Regions from separate parts of the Oryctolagus cuniculus genome. Here region 1 is linked to region 2. Evidence: chromatin contacts called from public Hi-C data. All regions are on one chromosome and are shown on one strand. The core of a region is the stretch at or near the end of the contact, and the rest is flanking DNA. Distances in the headings are between cores, read along the strand shown.

What was found. Hi-C and Micro-C count contacts between places; a contact is called where the count stands out from the background.
Region 1: a contact with region 2 is called in a Hi-C map of embryonic fibroblasts, with 8 times the contacts expected there. The contact joins two enhancer-like sites. A contact is called at or near these places in 3 of 6 Hi-C or Micro-C datasets (ear pinna, embryonic fibroblasts and skin fibroblasts).

What each region holds. Positions count from the first base shown.
Region 1 is chr6:59,248,800-59,253,805 of mOryCun1.1, reverse strand. No RefSeq gene overlaps it. Among named protein-coding and RNA genes, the nearest start is that of NEURL1B, 37 kb to the right of the region's middle. Within about 2 kb of position 2,050, at least 1 of the 8 cell types and tissues checked has an H3K27ac peak or open chromatin away from gene starts, as enhancers often do.
Region 2 is chr6:59,089,470-59,094,281 of mOryCun1.1, reverse strand. No RefSeq gene overlaps it. Among named protein-coding and RNA genes, the nearest start is that of SH3PXD2B, 37 kb to the right of the region's middle. Within about 2 kb of position 2,816, at least 1 of the 8 cell types and tissues checked has an H3K27ac peak or open chromatin away from gene starts, as enhancers often do.

The DNA.
Region 1 (5,006 bases), core at 801-3,300, 160 kb before region 2:
CGGCGCACCGCGCTGATCCGATGGCAGGAGCCAGGAGCCAGGTGCTTTTCCTGGTCTCCCATGGGGTGCAGGGCCCAAGCACCTGGGCCATCCTCCACTGCACTCCCGGGCCACAGCAGAGGGCTGGCCTGGAAGAGGGGCAACCGGGACAGAATCCGGCGCCCCAACCGGGACTAGAACCCGGTGTGCCGGCGCCGCTAGGCGGAGGATTAGCCTAGTGAGCCGCGGCGCCGGCCTATTTATTTATTTTTTAAGATTTATTTATTTAATTGAAAGGCAGAAAGTTACAGAGAGGCAGAGGCAGAGAGTGAGAGAGAGAGGTCTTCCATCTACTGGTTCACTCCCCAAATGGCCGCAATGGCCAGAGCTGTACTGATCCGAATCCAGGAGCCTGGAGCTTCTTCCGGGTCTCCCACGTGGGTGCAAGGACCCAAGCACTTGGGCTGTTTTCCACTGCTTTTTCCCAGGTCATAGCAGAGAGCTGGATCGGAAGTAGAACAGCTAGGGCTAGAACCGGCACTCATATAGCATGCTGGCACTATAGGTGGTGGCTTTACCCGATATGCCACAGCGCCCCCCCCCCTTACTCTTAAGCTGAGTTTTTCTTGAGTTATTTCAATCTCTTATGAACCAAGGAAACTAGATAAATATGGTCCTTTCTTCTTTATTTTATTTTTTAAAAACAAGTCTTGATTATCAGATGGCACCTATGAGCCTGTCCCCGGGCCTAGTGGAAGCAGGGGGCCTCAGAGGAAGGACACTCGGGTGGAAAAGGAGCCTGGGTTCTTGGGGGGGACTCTGCTCCTGCACAGACCTTGGAGAACGCGTGTAACTGTGCCGCTGACAGATTTGGCCTCACCTCTGAGGCAGGTCCAATCCTACTCCTACCTTGCAAGAGCCCTGCTTGCCTGGCCAGGAGGAAAACACTGCTGTGCAGATCCACACTGCGAATGCCGTGAACTCGTCTCTGTGGCTTGATGGATGCAGCTTCCCTTCTACTCCAGCACTGCCTCGCAGAGCAGCCTGGCAGCTGCTGCTCCACCCCCCCACCCCCCCCCGCCCCACCACACACACATTCAAGACGCCACTGCAAGGCTCCCGCCCAGAAATCTGGCCCGAAAGCCTGGTCTGGGGGGAAGCACAACCAAGCTGGTGAGCTTGGCGGGGCCTTATCTCCCCCTGGACTTGATCTGGGTCTTAAAGCACAATCAGCCTGGGAATTCCTGACAAAGTCCAGCTGGGGCCAGCTGTTCTCCTTGGTTTGATTTTTTTTTTTTTTTTTGCAAAGGAGGGGGATAATTTTTCCCCCTGCAAGGAGCAAGTTTAAATTAAAAGCCATACTTATTCATTATAGAAAATTTGGAAAACACAGGGACAAGAAGGCCCCACCAATAATGCCATCGCTCAGACACGGCCCTCGTGGGCATTTTACTTCTTTTCTGCTGGTCTTTCCAATACACAGGCAGGTTTGTCTATTTTTCCATCCTTGAGCCCAGAGTGTACGTGCCACTTTATACTTTGATTTTCCCACCTTATTTTAACATAGCCACGTTCCTGTATTCTAGACTCTTCCAGCAACTGTGGCTTGTTTCTGAGTGTGAGATGCTGTGCCGCGCACATCACTGGCCTGATCTTAATAAGGCTCACACCCATCACTCCGATCAGAAGCGATCAGGATTCCTGCTTTTCACGAGAGGGAACCGAGGCACAGAGAGGCCCCATGTCTCAGTGAGGGTGAGAGTCTATGAGCCACGCACATGTCTGCATCATGGATCAGTCAGTCTTTCTCTACAGGGACGTCTGTGGCTTGGGCCTGCCCTGCGTGCACCCTTCATCGCTGCAGCTTTCCCTGGGGAAGCAGCTCCCCACTTCCGGTGCACAGGGTTCAGCTGGGGGCAGGTGAGCGTGCCTCCTGGGTCTGGCCAGTAGAACCGGGGTTCCCTTGGTTTCGGTGATTGGCTCAGGAAAGGACACCAGATCTGAGGTGTCCTACCCAGGGACTGCTCAGAGGTGGGTGCACCTGCCAACTGTCATTCTGAAAACCTGCCTGAGAGTGGGGCCAGCATGCAAGAGGGCAGAGCGGGCTGGCAGCCACCAAATCCTGACGCAGACTGCCACTCCTGGATCCACTTACACTTGAGCCTTTTACCCCCTTAAACCTGTCCCTGTTGGGTTCCTGTCACTTGTGACCAGGAGTTTTGGTGAGGATGTTCTGGTCCTTGGACATTAGGGTTGCTTAGTGTTTTTTTTTTTTTTTTAACCATTATAAATACTGCTGTGATGAACATCTTTTAAGCTTAATATTGGTCAGAATTATTTCCCTGCAATAAGTGAGTTATTTGGTGAAGCAGCCCAGCACTGCCAAGGTCTAGAGGCATTTTGCCATTTCCCCAAGGTGACAGCGATCCGAGTCCCTCCACTCCCCAACAGGTGCACAAGTGTGACTATAAAAATGGAGTTCTGATGAGACTTTTTTAACAAGCCAAAGTTGTATTTGTTTTTTTAAACAGGAAAATTATGTTAATATAAAACAGATAAAAACAGACAAAAATCAGAACACACAACACACAAAACCACAACACACAAAGGCCAGTGCAAACCCCTCCCAACCCGCTCCTCTAAGTCTGAAACCCTTTATTACAGATCCCCGAAGATTAGACTGTATGGGAGTGGTCACAGCATTGAATCAGAAAAAGGAGGAGAAAAAAGGACAGATTTCCAAAGGCCTGTACACAGGTAGTGGGGCGTGGGCTGGGGGCCGGGCACCTTTTCACGGCAACATCAGGATCAGAATGTGGAAGAGTTAGGTGCTCATCACAGATTTCCAGAATCCACTCCATCTGCTGGTCCCCCGCCCACTTTTTAAAAGTTGTTTTACAAAGGATAAAAAGTGCACAGACACTTTCATAAGGCACCGATTGTTGTACAGGTCATTCCACTGACGACTCGGCTAAGTCAGCCAGACAGCGAAACACTGGGAAACGCTGGCAGGCCGCGTGTTCCTGAGCCGGTGGGTCCCCCTTGCCCCTACCCAGCTGGAGCTGGGGCAGGGGTGGGACCGAGAGTGGGAGGGTATGGCCTCTCATTCCCAACTTTGCACAACTCTGTTCTGAACCGGCATCACACACTTGGGGTTCTCCTGGGGCCTGAAAGCAGCAGGTGGCCCCCTCCCCACAGGGTCGCTATGGCAGGCCCACGGCCGCCCTAGGGGGCTCTGCTGAAGGCGGCTTGGGCAGCAGCTCACTGGCCGCAAGGGGCCCGGCACCTCGAACAAAGCATGCAGGAGGCTGTGGACCGGGCAAGCAGTCCCTGGGCACGCCCCAACATGGACCTAAGGCAACAGGAGGGCCGAGAACGCCCCAAGGACTGTGCCCCAAATATCTCATGAACCTCCTAAGGTTGCCATCAATGGCATCAGAGCTGGGGAAGTGTCCTCCTGCCCTTCCTCCCAGCACCCCACACTTGGTAGGTGCTCAGCATGTTTGTTGAGTGACTTTGTGTGTGTTATGGAAGAAGCGCTGTTTGACCAACCCTCCTGACCGCTCATCACGTGGCTTCCACTTGATGGGTAGACCTCTCCTGAGTACCGAGCACACGCTGGCCCGGGACCTCACACCACAGGGCCAGAGCCACGCTGATGAAATCTGTCCATGTCCTCTGCACACTGAGCTCCGGCACGGCTCTGTCATCCGCCCAGAACACGGCCCATGCTGATCAGTGTTCCGTGGGTGCTGAGTGGCTGACAAATGTGCTGCAGTTGGGGGACCTGCCACCCCTGCTAAACCCCAAAGACTCACTCGGAACACACTAGAAAAAGGAGCTTGTCTCCCCTTGCAAACAGCCCTGCTCACAGCGAGCAGTGCATTTGCTGGCATCCCCCATCCTGGCATTGCTGCTGACGCTCCAAGGGCACCCCATGGGCACAGCTGTTCCACGCGGGTGCCCCAGTGTAATAGAAGGTCCTCGGGCTGCAGCTGAGACCCCAGACAGCTCAGCTCCCCTTGGAGAAGGTGAGTACACACAGTGGACCTGAAGGCACGGACGTCTGTCCTAGTGGGGTGTGTGCAGGAGCGTGCCCAGGCTCCTCTGCGTGAGCTTCAGGGAGGAGGACTCGGTCTGGGGCTCTCTGGGACCCGGGGCCAGGCTGTGGCCAGCACGGAATGCGGCACCAGACTCCCAGCCCTGCCACCCCCGGGTGCATGACTATGAAGTCACTTCACCCGCAGAACCTCAGTGCCCCTCCCTACCACCCTTCTTCCCGACTCTAAGTAGCACGTTCTCCTACACCAGCACCTCTGATGGGAATGCACTGTCCAGTGGTATCTTACAGGCAGGGCTGGCTGCATCTTGTCCTTAGTGGCACGTACATTGGTGGCATTTTGTAATCAGCAATGTCTTGCATGGACTCGGAACGGCCCTAAGACCTGCCTCACAGGACTAATGCAGGCAGGCCCTGTTCTAGCCCAGTGCCAAGGCACGTAGTAGGTGTGGAGTTAACAGGTGGTCCCCCCCCCACCCCGCCCCTTCTCAACAGAGGTGGGGTTTGAGCATCTCCTCCTTAGCTCTGAACGACTCTGCTCAGGACAGACACCCCCTAACTCCTCTTAGAAGCAGGAAAGTTATTAAAGCAGCTGCAGAGCAGGTTCAACAGGTGACGGTGGCCAGCACACTCCTGGTTTACCCGCAGTCACTGGTTTCCTGGTGGCGGCTGTTCATGACCTTAGCTGAGACTCAAGGTGGCAGCTGGGGGTGGGGTGGGAGAGGGGGCAAACTGGCTGTCCCTGGAAGCAGCCCACCAGAGCCAGCGACGGTCTCCATGGGGCTGGGGGGGGAGGGGCAGTGTCTGAGGACCCTCCCAGCCAGGGACTTTGTCCACTTCCCCCTGCAGCCAGCACAGGGGGAGGCCCAGAGCTCCAGCTGTGCCCCCTGGGCTGCCCAGAATCCCCAGCTCTTACTCTGGCAGACACTGGAGTTCCAGGAGCAGCTCCTCCAAAGACCTGCTGTGA
Region 2 (4,812 bases), core at 1,567-4,066:
GCGATGGCAGGCCATGTGCACTGTGCCTGGCCACATCTTGAATTTTCTTTTCATACTGTTTTGTTTTTTTGTTTTTTTGTTTTTTTTTACAGGCAGAGTGGACAGTGAGAGAGAGAGACAGAAAGGTCTTCCTTTTGCTGTTGGTTCACCCTCCAATGGCTGCCGCCGGCGCGCTGCGGCCGGCGCACCGCGCTGATCCGATGGCAGGAGCCAGGTACTTATCCTGGTCTCCCATGTGGGTGCAGGGCCCAAGCACTTGGGCCATCCTCCACTGCACTCCCTGGCCACAGCAGAGAGCTGGCCTGGAAGAGGGGCAACCGGGACAGAATCCGGCACCCCGACCAGAACTAGAACCCGGTATGCCGGCGCCAAAAGGTGCAGGATTAGCCTAGTGAGCCACGGTGCCAGCCACATCTTGAATTTTCTAACAGTGGCGCTAAATCCCTGCTGAGAGGTCCGACACCTGCTGCGCTCTAAGACCTCTGTGGCTCCCTACTGCCCAGAGGAGACCATCCACCTGCACCTCAGCTCTCCAGACAAGCTCTCCTCTCCTTGAGGTGTATTCTTGGCCACCTTCCCCTAAATCCAGCGCTCCTTCGACTGTCCTACAGTCTGGCGCCCTTGGTGGAAGCACTCAAGTTCTCCGAGCCACACCCCCACCCAGCTCACCCGAGAGCCCTAGCAAGGGAAGCCCATAGTCGGGGTGACCCCACTCCCTAGCATGCCCCTGGGGAGGCTGGGCACCCGCTGCCAGTCACAATGCATACTTCTCCAGTCTGCACCAGCTTTTCTGGATGACCTGGATGGGCCACTCAGCACTGGTGACAGTGGCTGTCATCTCGTCCCTTGGGACAGGGCCCCTACGTAGCTCCCCCCCCACCCCCACCCCCACCCCCACCCCCACCCCGCCCAGCTCTGTAGCTCTCCCTGTGCTTTCTGGCTGGAGCAGCCTGGAGCCATCCCAGAGCCACCCCGTATTCTCCCACTACCTTCCACAGTGCTGCTGCCGGACAGTGGGACTTCGCTGCTTGCACGCAGGAGCCACTGTCCCGCCCTGCTTCTCCCACACTGACTTCATCCCAGATTCGGGAGGCCAGGACCTAGCCTAGCCCTCCTGCAACTCCCCTTGTGCCCAGCGTGGGGTCACATGCCTGGGAGCTGTACTGGGGTGTCTGCGAGGTGCAAGCCTCAGCCATTCTTGATGTCGCCCTTACATTTTGTGCTAATTTCCACATTTCCTACAACAAATTTTTTGTGCTTAAATTTTTTTCAAAATAAATGCAGTCGGGGCTGGTGTTGCGGCCCAGCAGGTTAAGCCATCGCTTGCAGCACAAGCATCCCATATCAGAGCGCCAATTCGAGTCCAGTCTGCTCCATTTCCAAGCCAGCTCCCTGGGCAGGCAGCAGATTATGATGGCCCAAGTGCTTGGGCCCCTGCCACCCATGTGAGAGATCCGGTGGAGTTCCTGGTTCTTGGCTTCAGCCCAGCCCGGCCCTGGCTGTTGCAGGCATTTGGGGAGTGAACCAGCAGCTGAAGGATCTCTCTCCCTCTCTCTCTCTGTCATTCTACCTTTCAAATAAATGAAACTTTTAAAACAAACAAACAAAACCAAAATAAGCTAAAGAGTCCTCACAAAGTATCATGAAGTCATTGCATCCCAAATCCTGTCTGGAATGGGGCAATGGGGGGGGGGGGTCACAGGCCACCCTCCCTCTCTGAGTCACTAGCTGCCCATTCTCCAGAGAGCCCCAGCAGCAAACGAAGCCCCTGGATCAGGACAAGCCCCTTGTACCCTCCCCAGGGGACAACCCACCAGCTGCAGTGGGAAAAACTGACTTTGCAGGCCTGGGTTTCCGGAGGCGCCTTCTCCCCAGGCTGTCTGCGTCCACGCCTCCCCGGTGAGCTGTCACTGCTCAGAGCGGGCTCCAGGCAGCCGTCTGAGACGTCCCCTGGCCCAACGCCAAGAAGCAGAACCACTGGTGGGCAAAGGATAAGAAAACATCGCGAGACTTCGGACACACGCTCTTCGGTGGCTCCAGACTCCCGCTCACAGGGCAGCAGTCCCTGCTGCGTTCCCACGCTGCCCTGCCAGCACCGGGTCAAGCAGGCGAGCGCTGGAATTTCTCACCAGAAACCCCCCGGGCCTGCAGGGCTCAGGGTCCCTATCAGCCACTGATAGGGCTGATGGCAGCACAGGCCGTCTGGGCTCCCTGGGGGAAGCGAGGGGGCGGCCAGGGATCAAGTGCCCCTCAGCCCCCACAGAGCACGCACTCGGTCCTCCAGGAGCCGCCCTGGGGTTAAGAGCGTCTTTTCCCGTGATGGGTGCCACTTCCACCGCACGACCCGCAGGGCGCTGACCCTGGCTGAGCCCCCGCTTTCTCCCCGTGCCATCGGGATGACAGGACTGCTGGCCTCGCAGGGTGAACACTGAGATCCAGGGCGGATTTCCCAGGCCTGGGGCAGGGCAGCCGTGTTGAGCGGGCGGGAGGGCTCGGCGGGTGTGTGGAGGCGGATTGTGAACTGCAAAAGCTTTTCCTCTGCACCCAGGGGGCCCTGCTTCCTCCTTGGCTCTCCAAAGGAAAGGCATGGGAGCAAACCTTAGCATGCATGGACAAGGTCTGCCCCTGCAGGGACAGCAGCCCCTCCCATTCCTCCATAAGGATCTTGCCTTCCCTGTCCCCCAAGGCCCGCCGTGTTCTGGCCCCTAGCACCCCTCTAGCCGCAGCGCCTAGCACTCCACACCTCTGATCCCACAGCAGCCTCCATACAGCGCTCAGCACACACCAAGTACCGCCTCCCCCGCCCCCACAGCCTCAGGACCTTTGCGCTCCTCTTCTCCCCTCCAGGGATGCTCTTTCTGGACCACTGCAGGGGTCATCCAGCCTCAGCTCAAATCTCACCTCCCCAGAGAGGCCGCCCTGGTCACTGCACCTCACACGGCACCCTGACCTGCACGCCATTCCATCTTTTCCTAGTCTCTGCTCCTCACCTCTTTGTTTTTCTTCACAACACTAAAAATTATTTCATGCTGGCTTTATCTATTTGCTAATTCATTGTCTATCACCTCCCAAATAAGACCTAAGGCCCGAGAGGGCAGAGCCTCTGCTCCACGCACTGCCGTGCCCCCAGTACCCAGAGCAGTGCCCAGCACGTAACAGCTGCCCAGCCAACACTGACTCCCTGGAGCTTCTTAGCACCATGACCTCAGGAAAATCACTCCTCCCAGCCCCTGGCGATCTCATCCACACAGTGGGGCTACCAGCGTGGTATACCTGACTGACTGTTGTGGAGAGCCTGGGGCCGTGCAGACCTGCCAGGCCGAATCCCCTAGCAAGGGGGCAACACATGCCACCTCACACCGCTGTAGCCTAGCCTGTCCCGGTTTCAGGAAGGGAGCCAGCCAGGGAGGTGCCATGGGGTGAGGGTGAGGCACCTCTGCTGCTTATCCCACACTGACTCCCCCCCAGCTGGGCTCCTTCAGCCGGAGAATAACTGGTGATGTGCCGGTCCCTTCCAGAGTGGCTCATCACCTCTGGGAGGGAAAAGAGCCTTTGTCTGCTTTGTTCCCGGACGCGCCCTCCCTCTCTGCAGACAAGTCACGTGCCTCCATGCACGTGGATCTCAGCCAGTGGCCCTGGGGGCCTGGCCTTGGAGCCCAGAGGAGGGTCCTGGATAGAGAGCAAAGTGGAGATCTCCCAAGAGTGTAGGCGGCCAGCGGGCAAAGGGTGGAGGGAACGGCACACACCAGGCTGGCCCGAATCAGTCCAGGAGCCAACTCCAGCTCAGGTGTAGACACAGGCCTAATCCATCTCCACCCCACCCCCCCAGGAACTCTTAGACGCAGGCCTAAGACTGAGACCTGGAGCCGTCCTGAGAGCAGCCACGAGTCTGGTATTGGGCTGTCTCTCCACCAGGAGCCGATCGGGGCCAGGCACCGGGCCAGGCACACTTCACTCATCCTCCCATTCCTCCCTCACAGCCCCCTAGACAGGCAGGGTAAGCTCTCTTTTCACACAGCCCAGAAGGTAACAGAGAGGTGAGGTAACTTGCCCAAGATCACACAGCTAGCAAGTGGCAGGTCTGTCCAGTCCTGTGTCCAAGTTCAATCTGTAACACCAAAGAGACAAGCCCAGGGATTGAGGGAGAGTGTCTGGGATTGCTCACCCCCTCAGGCCAAGGCCAAGAGCACATCCCACTACAGGAGGCTCAGTGTGCCCCTCCCCCTCCCCCCTCCTCCACTGGCTCACCGGGACGTAGGAGAGCCGTAGCGGGGTAATCCTCAGGCACACACTCCACACACCTCCACCCAGCAGATTTAGTCACCCTCCCCATGGCCGTGACCTTGGTGCCATCAATCATATACCCAAATGGCCAGTCCCCGGGCTGGGCACTCCCCTAGGAATGGGAAATCCACCACTGAGCTCCTCCTTGATCAGGGCAAGCCACGGCTTTCCTGTTTCCCCATTGAAAACACAGTGGACCCGGTCGTCTCTCGGGGAACCCGAGTTCTAGAAGCTACGATCCCCGCCGGGTGGCTTTTAAAGCACTGCGGATGTTGCATCTCTTCCTACAGAGTGTGCAGCCCAGCTAGAGTCAGCGGCTGCTGGAGCCTCCATCCCTGCCTCCGTTCTACTGAGATCCACTTCCTCTTCCTATGTCACGGCGCAGAGCGCAAGCCCATGCTCCTGTAGCCTCAAGGGTACAGCGCTTGCTGCCCACCCTTCTCCCCAGCTCTTAGGCCATGCAGTGGTCAGGGAAGCTGAGGGACTCCACTCCAGGGTTCATCTGGGACCAGCCTGGCCACTTCGAGC